Regions from separate parts of the Danio rerio genome. Here region 2 is linked to region 1. The links are chromatin contacts, called in public HiCAR-type maps. All regions are on one chromosome and are shown on one strand. The core of a region is the stretch at or near the end of the contact, and the rest is flanking DNA. Distances in the headings are between cores, read along the strand shown. Region 1 overlaps adamts7 (a disintegrin-like and metallopeptidase (reprolysin type) with thrombospondin type 1 motif, 7). Region 2 overlaps adamts7 (a disintegrin-like and metallopeptidase (reprolysin type) with thrombospondin type 1 motif, 7).

What was found. HiCAR-type assays count read pairs that join an accessible place to other places.
Region 2: a contact with region 1 is called in a HiCAR-type map of caudal fin, with 5 times the contacts expected there. The contact joins two enhancer-like sites. A contact is called at or near these places in 4 of 18 Hi-C or Micro-C datasets (caudal fin, embryo and an unstated tissue) and 1 of 4 datasets of contacts at active chromatin or transcription factors (caudal fin).

Annotation. Positions count from the first base shown.
Region 1 is chr7:57,805,045-57,807,744 of GRCz12tu, forward strand. All of the region lies in intron 23 of adamts7 (a disintegrin-like and metallopeptidase (reprolysin type) with thrombospondin type 1 motif, 7), which reads right to left. Among named protein-coding and RNA genes, the nearest start is that of senp8, 19 kb to the right of the region's middle. Within about 2 kb of position 1,432, at least 2 of the 62 cell types and tissues checked have an H3K27ac peak or open chromatin away from gene starts, as enhancers often do. A contact at or near this core is called in caudal fin, where this site is marked.
Region 2 is chr7:57,994,780-57,997,479 of GRCz12tu, forward strand. The region is part of intron 23 of adamts7 (a disintegrin-like and metallopeptidase (reprolysin type) with thrombospondin type 1 motif, 7); the gene reads right to left. The region is part of intron 11 of myo9aa (myosin IXAa); the gene reads left to right. Among named protein-coding and RNA genes, the nearest start is that of scamp2l, 84 kb to the right of the region's middle. Within about 2 kb of position 1,417, at least 9 of the 62 cell types and tissues checked have an H3K27ac peak or open chromatin away from gene starts, as enhancers often do. A contact at or near this core is called in caudal fin, where this site is marked.

The DNA.
Region 1 (2,700 bases), core at 182-2,681:
AAATATCTGCTTTTTGTGTTCAAAGTCAAACTGGTTTAAAACAAGTTGAAGGTGGGTAAATAATGGCATGCAGAATTTTCTTTTTTGGTGGTTAAGTGACTGTTAAACCTTCACATTGTGAACAGCCTTACCTTAAGGATTCATTCATTCATTTTCTTTTCGGCTTGGTCCCTTTATTAATCTGGGGTCGCCACAGCCAACTTATCCAGCATATGTTTCACACAGCGGATGCCCTTCCAGTTGCAACCCATCTCTGGGAAACATCCATACACACTCATTCACACACATGCACTACAGACAGTTTAGCCCACCCAATTCAACTGTACCACATGTCTTTGGGCTGTGGTGGAAACCTGAGCACCCAAAGGAAGCCCACACGAATGCAAAGAGATCATGCGAACTCCACACAGAAACACCAACTGACCCAGCCCAGGCTCGAACCAGTGACCTTCTTGCTGTGAGGCGACAGCACCTACTGCACCACTGCATCACCCATTTACCCTAACCAGTTTTTCTGCAATCTACAGTTCCTCGATAAATGACAGTATTGCTTTATAAATTGCTTGACTTGTCATGTTAAGCAATTTATACAGAAATTATGTCATTTATCAAATTATATATATATATATATATATATATATATATATATATATATATATATATATATATATATATATATATATATATATATATCACAGTATATCTGATAACATTTTTTTTTCTTCTGGAGTCTTATTTGTTTAATTTCAGCTAGAATAAAAGCAGCTATGAATGTTTTAAACACTATTTTAAGGACAAAATTATTAGCCCCTTAAAGCTAATTTTTTTTGATAGTCTGCAGAACAAACAATCATTATACAATAACTTGCCTAATTACCCTAACCTCCCTAGTTAACCTAATTAACCTAGTTAAGCCTTTAAATGTCACTTTGAGCTGTATAGAAGTGCTTTGAAAAATAACTAGTAAAATGTTATTTACTGTCATCATGGCAAAGATAAAAGAATTCATTTATTAGAAATGAGTTATTAAAAGTATCATGTTTAGAAATGTGTTGAAAAAAATCTTCTCTCCGCTAAACAGAAATTGGAAAAAATAAACAGGGGGCTAATAATTCTGACTTCAACTGTATAGATAAATATAAACAGCAGGACCTGAAGGCAATAATGCTGTCATAGTTTGAAGTAATATTAATGCTATATCTATTATTATTGCCTTTGAACCAATGGCTTTCACTGTTTTATTACAATAGGTTTTATGGTTTACGCTGTGTCTATTAAAAGGATAGTTTACCCAAAAATGAAAGTTCATATAAGATGTAATCATATACTCCACTAAGTCTAAAGCGGTCTTGAGTTTCATTCTTGTTAAACAAAAAATAAGATGTGTTAGTGATAATGATTTCAGAGCAGGTTCTTGTTTTGCCTTTAGATGGTGCCAAGGAGCTGTCTTTGTGGTCACTCCCAAAGGCTTCTTATGTTGACAGGGAACAAACCCTTTTTTTTTTACCTTTAACAAGATGCAAGTAAAAACATGCAAGAAATATATGAGATGTTTATACCATGAGAAGTATTGCTTTTTACCATGGATCAATTCAAACTATTTCTTTTTTTTTTTGTAGAAAAAGAGCAAGACCTTTCTGAGGAATGAATGAGATTGGTTTCTCTTTCCCTCTCTCTCTTATAAATAATACTCTATTCATTTATTTATTTAATCACTTTCTTGTTGGCTTAGTCCCTTTATTAATCACGGGTCGCATCAGATGCCCTTCCAGCTGCAACCCATCTCTGGGAAATAATACTCTATTCTACTCAACACAATAAACCATTAAGTTCAGCAAAGAAACTCAACATTGCTTCATTACAAGTTCTAAAAACTATTGGTCGATATATCAGCACATCTCCAGTAACAAACCTTTAGAAAACTGGACTTTTGGCTCAAAACTACGAAGGTTCAGTGACCTAAATATAGTGACATTAAAAATATTAAATGGTCAGATTCTCGTTTACTGACTTGACAGAGTGATATAAAAATGAATTCCTAAGAAGTACATGGTAGACATCATTTCTGTCATTATTTTTCATGTTTTCATTTGCTTCCAAAGAAACACAGTCTATATACATTCTTTCACATCCTGTAATGCTGTAATAACTACCAGCCCTAGGCATGTTTTCAAGCTTGCTAAACTTGACCCACAGTAAAAGTCCAGCTTAGCTTATGTGTTTTAGTGAGGGCTTTCATGTGGAAAAAGACCCTGTAATAACCTTTATATGTCCCATCGTCTTGTTCATAAATACATAACTTTCTTCCCTCCCTTGGAATTTGCCTAAAAGGAAGTTGGCTACTTATAGAAACCTGTCTAGTGGCTTTGTCATGCAATGAAAATAAAGCATTCCCTTAACTCTTTACTGTACACCCCAAGTGCTTAAACCTCTTATCCTCCAAAGCCGAATCTCCATCTTTCAGTGATCGTCATCTTCATGCAATGATCAGTCCCCTGATCCCCGTGCTGCGCTAGTGTCTGAAGGCAAAGGGAAAGACTTGATTGTTTTATGTTCAATCTATTAAATTTGTAAAAACATTAAAGTTAACCTAATCGATTTGTGTTGGGACAATATGATGGAATTGTCAAAACCCAGCATTTTTAGACTGGATGCACAGAAAGGAAAATTCCGGGCGGAAATGGAATATTCTAGATGCAC
Region 2 (2,700 bases), core at 167-2,666, 190 kb after region 1:
TTTTCATGTGAAGCAACACACCCCTAAAACAGCGAGCTGTGTACACGCCACCAACGTGACACTTTTTAACACATTATAATAAAAAAATCTGAATTGTGTTTTAAACTGAACCTAAACTGGCACACTCAGAAGAACCTTAATACTAATTTTAAATTATAAAAAAGGGGTAAAATATGTGCCCTTAATCAGGTTTATTTAGATTTTGACAGATATCCATACAGCAGTGGAGATTAACCTGTATCCTGTTACATTTGCATGCAAAAAAAATGGAAAGCTGAATGTGCATGCTGTCTGTGTGTTTGTGTCTGCGCGGTGGGTGTGTTTGTGTATCTGTGTGTGTGAACTTAGCAACGTCATTGTGTGTGAATCATCGTTGCAACTCAACAACAAATGCATTAAATACTAATTGGTAAAGTTCTTACTGTAGTATTTCTCCCAAACATTACGTGAGATCTGCTTCCTTTATGTTGTTAAGCAAAAGCTCTTTTAAAATAATTCTCAAAAGTATATTATTTGTTAGGACGAGGCAGTGGCACAGTAGGTAGTGCTGTCGCCTCACACCAAGAAGGTCGCTGGTTCGAACCTCGGCTCAGTTGACGTTTCTGTGTGGAGTTTGCATGTTTTTTCTGCGTTTGCGTGGGTTTCCTCCGGGTGCTCCGGTTTTCCCCACAGTCCAAAGACATGCGGTACAGGTGAATTGGGTAGGCTAAAATTGTCCGTAGTGTGTGTGTGTGTGTGTGTGTGTGTGTGTGTGAGAATGTGTGTGAGAATGTGTGTGAGAATGTATGTGTGGATGTTTCCCAGAGATGGGTTGCGGCTGGAAGGGCATCCGCTGTGTAAAAACTTGCTGGATAAGTTGGCGGTTCATTCCGCTGTGGCGACCCCGGATTAATAAAGGGACTAAGCCGACAAGAAAATGAATGAATATTATTTGTTATTATGTGAAGGTTGTATAATGCGTTCAACCCCAACCCATTCTGAAAAACTGTTTGAGTTGAAACCAGAAGTCTCCAAGTACATTTTTGGTATTCTCTATCCACTCAGTGTACATTGGTTGTATACTTGCTTTTGTGGTGCGTTGTGGGATTGATTGAGCGCATTTCAGAACATCCATTATAGTTTCAAACACCCCTATGAATGGCTTTTTCCTTAACTAGTGCACTGTTTAAAGTGATTCAGTGGGTGATTTCAGACATGGTCATAGACAAAGTGCAGGACGGGGCGTCCCCGGGACTAGAGTTGGTGGATTTATAATTTTGTTAATAGGTGTTTGGTAGGAATTCATTCCAATGTCTAGAGAGTATTGCCACAACAGTTTTGCTGTTTGTTCCTTGATAAAAGTGGAGGAATTCTGTTCCATCTGCCAAGTTCCACGTTTTAATTGCTCTAAGAGTTGGAAAGTCTTGGATTCAGATGTCAGGAATGAGTTCACATCCTGAGTGTTTTGCCAAGTATGCTGTGTGGTAATACTGAATGTTTAATATAGACCATACCCAGGTTATCTACACAGAACATGGAATGTGGCGTTTTTGTGTGCGCTTTGACATGCAGATTCATAGATTGTGAGTTAATATTTGACTAAACATGTTCTCCTTAGGTTGGGTTGAGTTTCAGGAATTCCTTAAGGGGGAATATTACAATTTTCAAAAACGGCTCACCCTCAGTTGACATTACGTTCATTTAAGTCAACATTTTTAAAAACTTATTTATTTTGTCTTCGGCATGATGACAGTATGACATGAAGGCTCTAGTATTCAGCTTAGAGCAAATAAAAGGATTAATTAGGTAAACTAGGCAAGTTATTGGACAGCAGTGGTTTGTTCTGTAGCCAAACAAAAAAAATAATCCTAGCTAATAATATTGACCTTAGAAATTGTTTAAAATGTTTTATTCCAGTCAAACTGAAATAAATAACTTACTCCAGAAGGAAAAAAGAGTAAAGAAAATGCTCTGAGAATGTTCTTTCTGTTAGACATCTCTTGAGAAAAACACAAGCACACATACAAGTACTTCACTTCTTTAGTATTCATATTCATATAATTGTATTTTATTTTGTTTTGACTATATCAAATATCATGTAGCTTTTGACTTGCATATGATGAATATAAATACTAAAGAAAATAAGTGAAATTCTTGTTGGATGGACTGAGTGAATTTACACTACAGCAAATTTTTTTTTTGGTGAAATGGCCTTGAACTACAGAATTCTTTTAATAGCAGACAAAGCTACAGTTATACTAGTTGTATAGTGTTAGATTATAGGCGGCTTGGCAGGGAAACAGAAGTCCTGCCTGGCATACTTGCCATCTGATGCCCATTAATGCAGCCATGCTGGGGCCAAACATAACACCACACACACTTTTATTAGTCAATTAATGGGCTTTTTTTCATCATGCCGTTTATGGAGATGCAGTAAATAGGTTTGGTTTAATTTGATTTGGAGGCTGTTTGAGTGCTTTTTTCTTATGCGCTAAAATAAAGTGCATGTGGTTGCTAAAGTTTCAGAGCACTTTAGATCAGGCTTACATTATTAGTAGATCTACATGGAATCTGCAACCACAGAAATTCTTTTTTTTTTTTTTTTGAGCCCATCTTTCCATATATTTATTTAAATAGTTGTCAGTGTTTGTAAATTACTGCTGTCAAATGAGTGTGTACTATCTGTTTATATATATATATATATATATATATATATATATA